Regions from separate parts of the Gossypium hirsutum genome. Here regions 2 and 3 are each linked to region 1. A link is a contact called in public Hi-C data. All regions are on one chromosome and are shown on one strand. Each heading gives the region's core, a stretch centred on a gene start, on an enhancer-like site or on the middle of the called end of the contact. The rest is flanking DNA. Distances are from core to core; before and after follow the strand shown.

Region 1 (5,132 bases), core at 1,348-3,847:
CAAGGGTGCTCTTGAATTCCCTCGAAACTTCCTTCACAGACGATATAAAGGCGAAGAGTTCAGAAGGACAGAGTTATTACATGGTAAAGATATGAGTAAAACCAAAGGGTTCAGGCCCTACCTGAAGTTCTCTAATGGTGGGTTGAAACGCACGCAATGTTTTCCCCAGATTCCTAGCAACCTGCACTTTAATATGCCATTTGAGAGGCTGAGAGGATTTAACTTAAACAGAATATGATCCTAACTATAAAGGTTCTGTTTGATCATTTGATCAACATATTTAAAACTTGGTTTTCGCTTCCTCAAAAATTTCTACAGAACAATATATGAATGGTAAAAAGCATAATTGTATTCAACTAAAAAACGAATAAGCAGATCAATTGTGACAAAATTTAAACATAATTATCTTACATAAAAGGACAGTGACATATTTTGTACGCGAAAGACTTTTCTATAATTTTTTATTATTTAAAATAAGTAGCAAAAGTAACAATATAATGCAGCCTAAACATTAGCGACCACATTTTGCTAAACAGTGAGAATAGTCATTTATGGAAGGCATCAAAATGTCTGCCATGCACTTGTAAATAAATTCTTGATAAGTTCATAAGTATCACAATGCAGCTACTCTGTAAAGAATCAAAGCATCCAAGCACTTATATGTTTTATTTTAATGCCTTTATGGTACATCAGACATCATGGATACAGCATATTTAATAATTGATTATCAGTCCTTATCACAATACCTAAGGAAATATTCATTCCTTCGATTTGAATAACGTGAAGCCTAATTAATAAAATGTGATATATAGCAAAATTAATGTCTTTTAACTCTCCAGTCCTCACAAGTTAGATTCTTCTTGACATATCGAGCCATTTAGTAAAATGTCAAGAGGGATCTGAGGTAAAAGACACAACACTTATTCTTAAAGATCTGGATCACTAAATACATCAAGGCATCATTAGAATGAGCCCTGAAAGGATAGGGGAGCTTAAGAGTTTAAAATAGGGTAATACAATGGAATGAATTGGACTTAAATGACAACAATGTTTCTGCATCAAGGGAAAAAAAATCATTATCTTGTCAAACAACACTACATTAATGCCTCGCTTGGTTACTAGTCTTATATATGAGGAAAATGCTTATTTATTACAGATGTAGTACAATAGTTAGATATAAACTAAAGAATAGTTAGTGCAATTTTAAACTTGAAATTAGAAAGGTGAGTAAAAACTGATAAAAAATAAGATTTCTTCAAAATAAGCGAAAAATTTTCCTTCTCTTTACCAAAATTAAGTCATGGGAATGGCTAAATATTACCAATTGAATTAATTTATTGTTCACTCATATACTAAAAGAAGCTTAAAAACGAATAAAATAAGATTTCATCTCAATAAAAAGGATTCTTTCTATATTTCATCTCAATAAAAAGGATTCTTTCTATCATCTAAGATTATAATTTAAACGAACATTTGAATTCTTATATAAGACAAGAAACCATATCAATTTCAGTTTCAAGCAAAGCTAAGTATTGTCTATAAAATCCAACACTAAACCAGCAATAATTTTTCAGTTTCAACAATTTATCATACCAACTTCCCAGGCACTCCTTAGAAATTCTACCAATTTTTTTTGCTTCTTGTTGCTTAATTCATATTTGAAGCGTTGAATAGAGATTAATATTTTAAAATAGTTGCCACAAAGCCTATGTTTCCAAAGCTTAGGACCTATCTAAATCCAATACCCGCATAAAATTAGAAACTTGAACTGTACAAAGACATACATTACAAACATATGATAGACACAAACAGCCTGGAAAATCATCAAATGTTACAAACCATAAAAGGAGCAAGTGACAGGTTGGTGCTTATAATTGAAACAACATGCAAATGAGAATGACTTGTCCCTTAGCATATAAAGGCAGAACATACCTCAGCCAGACCCTTGGGACCAAACACCAACAAAGCAACTACCCCAATAACCAGAGCCTCAGGAGCTCCAACGCCAAACAAAGATGCATGAACCACCTTTCCTTTACATTTTCCTTTTTTTTCTGAAATTCAATAATCAAAATAAATGAACTGCATAGACAGCTTAAAAAGAGGAACCCAGACCAAAATAAAAAAAAATAAAAAAGATACCTAATTTAAGAGATTTTGGTGAGATTGAAATGCCCAGATGCTTTAGACCACTCCATTGAGAAAAAAAGGATGGACCCAACTGAGGAAACCACGTGGAGAAACGGAAAGGAAAGGATTTGCGATGTGAAACTAAAGGAGAGAAGGAGAAAGTAGTGGACTTGGAGCTAACGGAAGGTGTGAATAAGAATGCGGAAGTTGAGACGGCCATAATTGTGGTCATTTGAAGAGATAGATAATTTTAGTGAGTTTAAGGAGAGCTTAGATTTTTCCGAGCATAGACATGGAATTGGGAGGGGACACCAAACCAAAGGTTATCTTGAAATGGGAAGATGTCTAAAAATGCAATATGTGGAAAATGATGGTCGAGGAGATTACGATACCAACATTACAGAGAAGCTTACTTTTGGAGCTCACTTGATCCGGATTCTGGAGATCTTATTGTAGGCTGAAATGGCCATTTCAATGTGGGTCGACACCTGACTCTCATGATCAGCCATCACAAAGTTCTGGGCTTGATTTGGGTAGTCAAATGCTGGCACATCATGTTTAAGATAGCCCAATTTTTTAGGGCTTCCCCACAATGTTTGATAAAAATGAGTTACGTTCAGGTTTTTTTCTTCAATAACCTTTACCCTGGATTAATTGGTAATATTTTCAATCCGGTTCTTATACTTTCTTTTTCTTTTTCATATTAATCTTACAAATAATATTTGATACACCGATGTCTACAAGTTTTATGTATCATCGATAAATAATAATATTATACGTCATTATTAAATAAAATAAAAAAGAGTGAATGACTTATAAATAATGTTGTGATTTTTTTAAAATTATTAAATAAATATAAAGATATAAAATTTTATTAAAATTTTATAAAAAATAAATTTTATATAATTTTTTTACTAAAGATAGATGTACAAAATGAACTTGAATAAATTGGGGCCAAAATTTATCTAAATTTGGAAATTCATTCTAAACGTATTTTTAGCAACTACACGTGTATTCTAAAGTAAGTCTAAAAAAAGTTTTCAGTTTTTATATTTTTGAATTTTGAATTTTGATGGGATGAACCTAGACTTTCATATGTCCAGGTTTATTTTAGATATGCATTTTAATTTTTTTTTACCTTTTTAAATATGAATATACAATAATATATAATATAAATTATTAATTATATCAAATCATAGATTATAGGATTAGAAGTTTGTTAAGCCTAATTTCTGCCCGGGCCCAATCAAACTAGCCTAAATTAAACACTCCACTAAACTAACCATTAACTCCATCACCCTACTAAACCATCCACTACCTTCATCACCCCCACACCCTACTAAACCATCCACTACCTCCATCACCCCCACTAACTAAATCACCCTACTTGTTATAAGTTGTAAAATTTGACTATAAAAGCCATGGAAAAACTATTGTAAGAGGGGGAATTTTTTAGAGAATACACATACGAAATCAAAGAGAATACAAATTAGATTTTTAAGGTAACTTTTTATATTATTCAATTTTGTTTACTTTGACGTTCACATTTTTTTTTACACAAATGAAATAAGAGAAAAGAGAGGGAGTTTACCTCTGATTTTATTTTCTTTCTGATTTGGCCTCAAAGTTTCACTTTTAATTCAATTTAACCCCTTTTTTATTTTTGTTATTTTACTGTTAAATTAATTTATTTGAGCTTTATTCTCATTATTTTTATATTTTTTTATTATTTTCTATTAATTTAATTAATTTGAGTTATGTTTCATATTATTATATTATTTATTTATTATTATATATTTATTATGTAAATATATATATTTTTAAGCGAAGTTAATTATTTTAAATATAAATTTCTATTATACATAGACTTATTATATTATTTTTTACCATTGTTTATTATCGGTTACCATTTTTATATCAAATTATTATTATTTACTATTTCTCACTATTACTAATTTAACATTTTTATTCCAATTTTTTTTTACTATTATCCCCATATTTAATGTTATCGTCAACATATTTTTTGTTATTATCATCATGTTTTTAATATTATTATTAATACTATTAGCACAATGTTTATTACATTATTGTATCACTACAGGAAAATAGGGCTTTAGCGGCGTTTTTAGCGGCGTTTTATCAAAAAACGCCGCAAAAATTGTAAAACACAGAGCAATAGCGGAAACGCCGCTAAAAACTGAGCAATAGCTACGTTTTTTGTTAAAACGCCGCTAAAAACAGAGAAATAGCGGCGCTTTTGGTAAAACGCCGCTAAAAGACAGAGCATTAGCGGCGCTTTTGGTAAAGCGCCGCTAAAAGTCATATAACTCTTAAAATCTTAAACCCCAAAAAATCATAAACACTACTTTATAACCCCTAAAATAGTAAACCCCTAAATCCTAACAAACCCTAAACACTAAACTATAACCCCTAAAACCCTAAACACCGCAATAGGTGCATTTTTAGCGGCGCTAGGTTATAAACGCCGCTAATGTTAAATTATTTTGTTCAAAACTTCGTCGTTTAGCTGTCTTTTTTTTTACCCACACCTGATACACTTAACATTTTCTCCATTTTCCCCAGTTCTATTTCCCCCTTCTTCTTCATCCTAAATCCCTAAAGTATTATCACCTATTCCCAAATTCGACATCCAAATCCCTAACGAATTTAATAATAATAAAAAGTAATTTTAACAATTAAACTTAAATTCAGAAATTTGAAACATAGAGGAATTAAATTCTTAAGAATAGAAATATAATGACTAAATTTTAATTTTACGAAAAGTACAAATACTTATCTCATATTTTAGCTTTTACAGATTAAGTGGTTTAGTATTCAATTTGTTAAAGTATGTTAAGAGAATTACTTTTTCTTTTTTAAGATTTAACACTCCTATGTGAGAAGATATTATTTAACTCGTATATTAATTAAAAGTTTATATAAAAATTAATTTAAAAGTCTATATAAAATTTAATTGTTATTTTGGCTATAATCATAAAGTT
Region 2 (5,132 bases), core at 1,051-3,550, 500 kb before region 1:
CTTTTTCTTCTAGCAATTAATAACAATATTAGAGAGAAAAAGGTGAAGTTAACGCCAGGCTGATGCGACGGTGAGAGTTCGGCCCATCCAACCAAAGCTAATCCCTCCGTTTTCTTCTTTAACGGTGAATCCCGGGTTACCACAATTGAGTCTGGCACGCATCGACTCTGCAACACTTTCACTCAGCGGCTTTAACTCGAACCGCGCCATGCTCATCCGGGCCCGCCACTTCCCAAAAACCTCGCATCTTTCAACGCGGTCCCTCCCTTCACACGCAACAGAGTTGACAATTTTGCGCAACAGACCTTCCTCCACCTTCACTCGTTCTGAGTTCTCCCTCCCAAAGGTCGACTCAATCGACTCAAACAAAGCTCCGTAATATCCAACTGCTTCTCCCACCCTTGAGGCAAACGGCGCCGTATTGGTGTTAATCTCTTGTTCCACTATCGTTACCACGCACGGCGCCAATCTTTTCACGCGACGGAGAAGCTCGTCTCTCGGATTTTCCACTGATACGCTCTCGTCCGGCATTCGATAAAGCTTGAACGCGAGATTGACAGCCAAAGGCTCGTCGAGTTCGCAGCCGAGTGACTCTCGACTCAGATCGCTGAGTTTAAGACTCGGTACCACATTAAATTTTAAACGAACTCCGAACCGCTCAGCAACTAGACTCAGCTTAAAACCAACCGCCTTCAACCTCTCATCCCCACCATTATCAGCAATACAAGTGATCTTTATCATGGCAGGGTTCCCTCTCCCACGCTCCGAGAGCGCGTGGAGAAGAGTTGCATACTGCCCTCCTTGCCCAATATCAAAATCTATAATATGTAACTTCTTACAGCTTGGTTGGTCCAAAGTGGCATCGAGGATAGCCTGATTAGCAGCCATGAACCCGAGCTTAAAACAAGGAGACAGATCATAGAGCAAATGAGTCGCTGTAGCGTGTTCCTTGCTGAACAACTCAGTCACCGGTGGCGAGCTTTCTACGGAGTTGAGCCGCGATTTTAGAGCCAACAACATGCACTCCGTCAACCTCTGCTCTGAATTCCCTTTAGCATTAGCAAGTTGAGCTAATCGGGCCAGGATCTCGTTTAGGACGTCAGTTTTACCGTCGGAAATAGCTGATGCAACCTCCATTATTTTCTGCTTTGAACAAATAGAAACTGGAGAAGCCACCGATGATGTGGACGAAGAGGATGAAGTAGTTGAAGAAGTAGGCGATGTGGCAATCTGCTTGTTAGGGCTGCTCGAACTGATCAAGGGTTGTATAGTTTCTGACCATTCGCTGTTGCTATTGGTAATCACCGAAACGGCATCTCCTTCCTCCTCGTTGTCGTCGTCTAGTAGCTGTTTCTCCAGCTCTTGAAGCTGATTCATCATCTTATTTTCCGGGTCTTGCGCCTGGACCACTCGTGCTTGCACCAAGTTCAAGTACTGAGCGCTTGAGAAACCAGGGTTCATGGCCTGGATTGTGGCTCCGGAGCTGATACCGAGAGGAAGTTGCTGCCGCCTCAGCTGCTGTAAAACCGGCACCCCGTATCGCTGCGACATGGAAGAAGAAGGCGAGAAATTACATGTAACGTCCGGTAATATGTTGCACGAGAAATCTATAGGCGATAAGGGAGAAATCGGATAAGCGTGCTGGTAATTTCTGGGCTTAACTGGACGGGGATTAAGATCATTGAGGCCGTGGTTATTGAAGTCAGCTCGTGTTCGCTTCCCGACGAAACCGGGTGCGGCCCTGTTCACGATTTGAGACTTAGGGTCCATGAAGATTCCATGTGTCCCGTACGGTGCAGTGGGTTGGTTGTTGCTCATGGTGCCACTGTTAGAGACGGATCCGCCTGCTATTCTACCGTAAAACTCTGTGCCACCCCCGGAGAACCCCGATGTCATTTCCCTCCCCTCTCTTTTCTCTCCTCAGAGAGCGGATTCAAAGAAGAAAAATAAATGAATGAAATAAGAATAACGTGAATTAGCTTTTGAAGAAACTCATGATTGAAGACTCGAGAGATAGAGCTTCGATTATGGCGTACAAAAGATTCTCCTGAATCCAACGGAGATGGATTAATGGAGAAGATAAATATATATATAAAAGAAAGAAGGGGTTTCCAAAATCCAACCAGCTCTTACCCGTCCGGTTTTGGTGGTTTCTGGTTTTATATTTAAATTAATGAAGAAATGTAAATATTAAATACTTTTTTCATTTTGATGAACCAAAGCAATCAGATCACAGCCGTTAATCACCTTTGTGATTTGGCGGTTCTTGATATTTTTTTATAACAGCGTTCGGTGATTGCTTTTAGTGAAGACCAGCTCTCCCTCCATAACACGGATATTAGCTTCAGTGCGAGCTGTTTGAAAACAAATGCCACGCGTTTTTTCTCGAGATTTAACTCACGTAGCAATGGGAATTGAGGTACAGAGAATGCAAGGGTAAACTTCCCAGGTGCTTACCCAACTTTTACGATGTTTTCATTTTGGTCACATAAAAAAAACTTGTAATTTTATCACTCAACTTTTAAGATAATTTAATTTTAGCCACTCAAATATTAAATCCTTAACCGCAACTCACTGTACACACCAAATCATGTCACATCATATTTACACTTTCATTTTATAACTCAATTTCTAAGTCACTTTTATTTTGGTCACCCAAAAAAATGTTTTTAAAGTCTTTATCCAAGTAAAAAAAAGTATCAAAATGAAAAAACGATAGAAACTAAAATAATGCATTAAAAACTTGGCAAATTGTACTTGTTTATCCCATTCTTGAAAATTCTAATTTTTTTCAATCTTGATAGTATCAACCGGTTTATTATTATAATATTAAAATTAATTAATTAATTAATTAAAACTCCATCTAAATTTTAAAATTTTATTTTATGCTTCTAAATTATCTTTAGCAAAATCAACTCGAATAACTCATATTAAATAATGAAAAGAATAATCAAAATAAATTTAAGTTTCGTAGACAGTTATTAAATATGAATTTTTTAGTTGATTTTGTTAAGGATAATTTGAAAACATAAAATAAAATTTCAAAATTTAGAAGGAAATTAAATTAATTAATTTGATAAATTTCAATATTACGGTAATAAATTGGGTGACACTATCAAGGATAAAAATTTTCAACAATTTATTTAATTAATTTTGAATGTTCTAAAATATAATTTTTCAATATTGAAAAAAAAATGGAACTTTCAACAAGGAAGTAAATAAATACAATATAAAATTTTTTTAATGTATTATTTTAGTTTCTATAGCTTTTTCACTTTAATCTTTAATATTTTTTTACCCTAATCAATACTTACAAAATGATTTTTTATGACTAAAAAGAAAGCGTCCTAAACATTTGGTGACCAAAATAAAAGTGTAAATATAATATGGTGTACAGTCAACCACTATTAAAGATTTAATGCTTGAGTGACTAAAATGAAAACGCCTTAGAAATTGAATGATGAAATTGCAAGGATTTCTTTTTGGATGGCCAAAATGAAAGTGGCTTAAAAGTTTGGTGACCAAATGGGGAGTTTACCCAAAATAAAAGTGAAATGTGATTCCACGCGAAGGATATGATCATCGGACGTGAATTTCAATTGAGTGAAATTCTAATGATCTTTGTTGGGTATTTGATCACCTGACAGAACAGTTACCAACTGTTTAAGAAAAAAGGCCAAAAGGGTGGGGGGGGGAAGCAAGTAAGGAAAGCAGTCCCTAGAATACGTGGAAAAATGAGGCTAAGCTTTGAAGGAACTCAGGGTGACTGCCTGGTCAGATGGAAAACTTCTCATAACTTGGTTCGCTGATTCAATATTCCAGTGTCTAGGTTTTCGTCGTAAGTCTAAACAGACAATTCCGGGTTGATTCTGGCGAATTTACCGACACGTGTTAGTTGCGCACCATATGTCTGTTTCTGAGGTTAGAATTTGAAACCCATAAAAGTTGGCTACGCTGGCCATGCCCCGACCTTAAAATATTCATTCCCAAATAAAGCATAAAAACTTATTTACCACTCAACTTTCAAAAATACTATCTTATGCATGAAAGTTTGATTTAACATAAGATGTAATATCATATATAAATTTTAATTTTGTACAACGAAAATTTGATTTGATTTTTTATTTTTATAAATTATTGACATCATTATCAATGTAACATTATTTTATTTTTACATGTTATATACACAAATAATTATATAAATCTAATGTAAAATAAATTTAATGTATTTATTTCTTTAGATATTATCAGACCCCTTTGCCACTTGAATACGTGTCAACACTGAACGCACCATTAACCTCTATGTTGACCCTATTTGAAATAATGTCTTGACAGGGCACTTGCCTTCAACACTTTTGGAGGGAGTCATTCACCTTTTTTTAGGTATGAAGACTCTCCAAGTGTGAACACACACATGATATGATAAGGTGCCCATTTAGGCAAAATAACTTTGTATTGATAAGGTCCCATGATATAAGCTTGTGAATATCCTTTACACATTTGGTGGAATTGAATGCTTATCCAGCCACATCATACTAGAGGACAAGAGAACCTCTCCTATAAATCCCTGAAAAACGATGAAGAAAGGATGGATCTCCTAACACCCTAAGGTTACTTTGAGCAATTATCTCCTTAAGTAGCTTGTCCTCTTGTCATTGTTCTAGCTTTCGGCCTCTTTAGGAACTCCTCTGCACCATCATGATCTCCTTCTTGTCCTCCATACATTTTGTACCTTGTATCAACAATTGGTTCAATGAGCGTGGATCAAAAATGTCTCAGAAATAGAATAATGTTACCTACAATCCCATTAGCAAAAATAATGATGCCAACCCTGTCAACTCCTCCACTCCAGTGAATGGCAATGATGCCACTTGTAATAGTCTATTTTTCAGTAGTGCTGAAAACGACAATTTCAAAATCCCATTACCATAAATCAAGTTAGTAAATATTAAATATTAATATTTAGGAGACTAGTATGAAAGTTTATGAAAGTTTGGTTTAGTAATTTTGTCGATATGATAGTTAATTAAGATACAAAGGCTAAATCGTAAAAGTCTAATAACTATAGATTTTTATATTGCTAAGGGTTCAAAATAGTAATTAAAATGAAAGTTTGGACCAGTAATTTTGTC
Region 3 (5,132 bases), core at 1,911-4,410, 260 kb before region 1:
GTGATTGTGAGAATTGTTCAACTACAGAATTTGATTAAAGAATTTTCTTGAAAAATTAATTTTGGAAAATCTCAGTGATTTTTGGGAAAATTAATTTTGATCAAGTAAAATTAAATTAATCAAATTAATTAAAATTAATATGATATTTTTGGAAATTAATTTTCAAGTCAGACAACTAGCTCAATGGGTAATTGAACTTGAGATCGAAAATTGAGCTCAACAACTCAAAATTGAGATCAAGACCTAAAAATTGGTTGAACCGGGCTTGATATGTGAAGCCGGGCTAACGGTCCAGCAAGGACCGGTCAAGCTGTCACTAGCCCAGACCAAATCGACAATAGCCAAATCGGCTTGAGGTACTATAGGGGTGTCGGACCTGCGATGGCACCACCATATACAACGGCGTCGGCGGTTGCGACAACGACATTCTGGTGGTTGACGGATGGTCAACGACGATGGTTTTTCGATGGTTAAGCAATGGAAGAATTGCACTCCTATTGGGACTCTACTAGAGAATTTGATTTTCGATTAACTATTACAAATATAATATTATTTTAATAAATTCAATATTAAATTAAATTTAATACTTATCTTAATAGTATTTTATTAATTTAATATTAAAGTGATTATCTTAATATTAAATTTAATTTAATATTTATCTTGTAGATAAATATTCTATCAATTTAATGAGATTTAATATTAAATTTAATCTAATATTTACCTTGATAAGTATTATATTAAAGTGATTAAGTTTAATCATAGTTGAACTCTCTAAACTCTTCCTATATAAGAGAGCATTGAGACATTTTTTTTCACATACATGAGTTAAAAAGAAAGTTGTAGAGAGAACAATTTCTAAATAAATTATTTCAAAAGATTTCTAGAGATATTTTTCTTATTTACAACTTGACCTTGAAATTTAGAAAAATGCAAAATTACCCCACTGGTAATTTTGTGGAAAATTTTCTGATTCGAAATGAGCCCACACTTAAGGGTGAGCAAAACTCGATTCGATTCAAAAAAATAAAAAAAATGAATTTCAAATTAATCGAATCGAGTTATTAGAATTATTTGAGTCAACTCGAATAACTCGATTCTAGTTTCGAGTTTGAGTAGAGTTGAATCTCACAATTCGAATAACTCGGATAAACAAATTGGTGTAAATACCTATTGGTTCCTATCAACTTTGAAAAGAAGCAAATTGGTCTCTCTCAACAAAAATTACAAAAAAATCAAAATAATTTTTAAAATTAAAAATATTGATAAAATTTTCAAATTTTATATTTTTAAAATAAATTCTAAAATATATATAATTTAAATTTTTAAAAATATTCTAAAATAATAATTTTGGGACTTAATTAATGATTCAAATTTATCATAATCAAGGTTTTTTTTTTACTTTGATTTTTTTTTTCAAATATATATGGTTTCAAATTTATGTGCTCTAACATGGAATTAGCTTTATTTTAATAATGTTTTTATTTGACATGTTTAAATTTTTTTATTTAACTCGAACAATTTCACTCAATTTGACTCGACTCAATTCGAAAAAAAATCAAATTGAGTTAGGAAGATAAAATATGACTTGTGAACTCAATTAACTCGAAATTTTTTTATTCGATTCGATCGAATGCTCATCCCTACCTACATTGACAAACATGAGCTTCAGGATAGTAGATAAGACTATTCAGTCGAAGCGTTCATCTTAGACCAATCAAAGATGTACAATTTTGATTAAGTGTTTATTACTTTAGATACCATAACTAAGTTCTAGTTTTAGAAAAAAAAATTTAAGACTCTAATTTTTCCTTAGAACTTATTTTTCATTGCATTTTCCAAACCTGTTTTTCTAACAAAAGGAACTATACAAACTTAAGTTGAGTCAATTGTTGCTATATGGATGCTAACTTCACTTTCTTGAGGCTTCGACAGTGGCATATCTTGGGGAGCTGGTAGGGGCCCCTACCCCCCTAAAATGGAAAATTGTCCATTTAGACCCTTTAGAAAATTTAAAACTTTAAATTATTAAAGATAAAATTGCACTTTAACCCCTTAAAAATAATAAATTTTTTATTTAATTCTTTAAAAATTATAAAGATATAGGCTATTAAAAATTAAAAGTTAATTTCGGCTCCATAAAAAAAATTTCTGGCTTCGAGAATACATGTACCCGTGCATGGAATAAACAAATTGTACGCTGAGTAATAAGGCTCAATGGTACTTTCATGATTCAAGATAATATAACTCAATGGTTCTTTTGTTGGTCAAATTGCACTTTAGTCCTCATATTTTTTAAAATTTGAGATTTAATCTTTTTTTTTTGTCATACTTCCAACTTTACAACTCTTTTCACGTAATTGCCCTTCTCCAATATCAAATTCCTTTTCTAAAATTTTTTATTTGAGTCGTTCCATAAAATTTTCTCATAATTTTCTTGATATTCAAACCCAAATTTTTACCATGTGTTATATTGAAAATGTCAAGATATTATATATATATGTGTAGTGGGGTTAGGGTCTTGGGTTTCTTTTGGACTGTTGGGTATTGTTGGGCAAAAAATCTCTAAGCCAAATAGCCACAAAGTGAATCGATTTGGGTGGCAAAGATTCTTCCCCAAATCGACAATTTTAGCTACGATTTGACAAAATTCTTTGCCCTAAACCTATGTTTAAATAGTAAAAAGTGGCACACGTTTCCCAAAGTTCCAAATCAATATGATTTGTAGTGATTTGGGCCTCACAGTTTGGTGTTCCACCCAAATTGCCACAAAAAAAATGTCAATTTGGGCCTATAGCGTTTGCAATTTTTATGATTTAAAACATATCATTTTGATAAAAAATTTTCAATCCATGTCAATTTGAAAAAAAAAGTAATAAATTAATATAATTTTAATAAAAATCCCTTAAAGGTAAATTGTTAATAATGTTGGGATGTGTTATTACCAAAAAGAATTAAATTATAGGGGTGTGTTTGTCATTTTTTAACTATAATTAATGTAGAAGATCATGAAGGATATGTGCCTGCTCCATGTTTGGTAATAATATTTGTCATTGTGCAATTCAAAGTCGGCACCTGTCTCTCTTTAAAAGTCACATTTAAGCAATTAAGAATACCCAGCTACACCACCTCTCGTTAATCCCTCCCCCAGTCTCACCCTTTGTTTAGACCATAATGTCCATGTCCTTCTCTAAGTATTCCCTTCCCCAGTTCCCACTCCCCATATAGATTAAAAGGTCAATCTGGTGATTACGTTTAATGTCAAAAAAACCTCTTTCCTAGAACCTATATATACTTGAGTCATCACCTTGTTTGGTCATACTCCAAAACCAAACCAGATCCTTTTTACTTATTTCCACCTTGATTAAGAAGCATATTAATGGCCTCACCCCGTGAAATAGAGGTGACCCTCTCCTCCGCCAAAGATCTCAAAAACGTCAATTGGCGTCACGGTCCAATCAGGCCGTACGTCGTCTTGTGGGTGGACCCAAAGAACAAGTGTTCCACCAAAGTCGATGAGGAGGGTGACACTAGTCCCATATGGGACGAAACTCTGGTCATCCCTCTCCCTGCTGGTCCCGTCGACGACGACACCATTCTCTTCATCGACGTCGTCCACGTCGGTTCCGAGGAGCACACCAAACCACTCATTGGCTCAGGTAAGATCAAGCTCCGAAAAGTCCTTGATAAGGCCGGCTTCGAAGTAAGCCACGAGAAAACGCTCAAGCTGAAGCGACCCTCTGGGAGACCCCAAGGAAAAGTTGACGTTAGAGTTTTGACCAGAGAGCCACGCTATCATGATCCCGATCCGTACCGTGCACCACCCTACGGGGTCCCAGCACCGGATTCAAGAGCCTACCCAGGAGCTCCGCAAACTTATGGTTATCCTTACCCATACGCTCACCCGCCACAGCCACAAAGTCCTTACTATGCAGCCCCAGCTTCTGGGTATCCCTACAGTGCGTACAATTACAATGCTCGGCCGGCGTACGGTGAAGGAAGTGGTGGGTACTATGGGCAAGTGGAGAAGAAGAAGAGTAAGTTCGGAGGGATGGGGACAGGATTGGCTGTGGGTGCGGTTGCAGGGGCTTTGGGTGGACTGGCATTAGCGGAGGGCGTGGATGCGCTGGAGGATCATTTCGAAGATGAAGTGGCGGAGAAGGTTGAAGATGATCTTGGATATGATGATGGCGGCGATGATTTCTAATTCTCGAGACAAGATGAATAATCCTATATTACTAAGTCAGTCAATTCAACAAGACAATTGCCATTAGCCAAACGTGATTTTGTTTTAAATGGTGGTGCTCTTTGGAGTTGAAGGGAGATTGTAATAGTTGTTGTTGTTTTTGCTGGTGAAGGCCATAAGCATCGGCTTCTATGTAGTGGGAAATAAAAACCTTTTTGTCAGGTATCCAATGCCCTACCGGCAACTTATTCTTATGCGTTGGAATAGGTATGCTATTACAGTTGCTATCCCTCTCAAGGGAGAATGAGTCAAAATTTCACCCCTTATTTATTAAAACAAATCCTTAGTATTTTCTTTTAAAAAAAAAATAAAATAAAATCCTTAGTATTTTATTTTTTAAAGCTCAGACCTTTAAAAATTTTGTAGGATTTAGAGTTATATTTTAAAAATTTTAAATATACATTTTATTGTATTAAGATAAAATTTATAAAAAAATTAATTATTTAAAGTATACTAATTTTTAAAATTATTAGTATCAGTTAAGTGATCAACCCATTAGCATATATTCAGAATTGTAAAGTCATATATTCGTAACTGATAATAAAATTTGAATCATTGCTCCCAGATTCTTCTTGCTGTTTGCAAGTTGTTTTACAAGGTGGTGTATGAGGTAAAAGATTGCTTGAAAGGTGAGTACAACAGGCAAAAGCCCAAAACCTAGTCGTCCTCCTCATCTTTTCGATGCCATAAGAAACCACGCCAGTAATTAGATAAATTAAAAATATAACCAAACTTTACATCAAACAACTCCTTTCTGAATATATATTCTTAAAAAAAATGAAGAAAAGCAATTATATATGACAATTTGATTGCATTTTTAACTTTAATGAAAATAGATATGATGTGGAACCCAACTCGTAAGAGTTACACTTGGAAGTTGGTTTAACAA

Evidence for each region. A called contact is a pair of places that touch in the nucleus more often than the background predicts.
Region 2: a contact with region 1 is called in a Hi-C map of leaf, with 2.2 times the contacts expected there. The contact joins the promoter of LOC107932707 here to the promoter of LOC107932697 in region 1. A contact is called at or near these places in 8 of 34 Hi-C or Micro-C datasets (anther, callus, leaf and 2 more).
Region 3: a contact with region 1 is called in a Hi-C map of leaf, with 3 times the contacts expected there. The contact joins the promoter of LOC107932696 here to the promoter of LOC107932697 in region 1. A contact is called at or near these places in 9 of 34 Hi-C or Micro-C datasets (callus, hypocotyl, leaf and 1 more).

What each region holds. Positions count from the first base shown.
Region 1 is chrA09:22,249,231-22,254,362 of Gossypium_hirsutum_v2.1, forward strand. It overlaps LOC107932697 (sec-independent protein translocase protein TATB, chloroplastic), which reads right to left and starts at 2,598. Exons shown (of 6, transcript XM_016864778.2): 1 at 2,143-2,598; 2 at 1,933-2,054; 3 at 122-181; 4 at 1-31. The coding sequence starts at 2,362.
Region 2 is chrA09:21,746,711-21,751,842 of Gossypium_hirsutum_v2.1, forward strand. LOC107932707 (scarecrow-like protein 8) reads right to left here and starts at 2,301. Exons shown (of 1, transcript XM_041076255.1): 1 at 1-2,301. The coding sequence starts at 1,896. The coding sequence ends at 49.
Region 3 is chrA09:21,989,235-21,994,366 of Gossypium_hirsutum_v2.1, forward strand. It overlaps LOC107932696, which reads left to right and starts at 3,161. Exons shown (of 1, transcript XM_016864777.2): 1 at 3,161-4,408. The coding sequence starts at 3,377. The coding sequence ends at 4,204.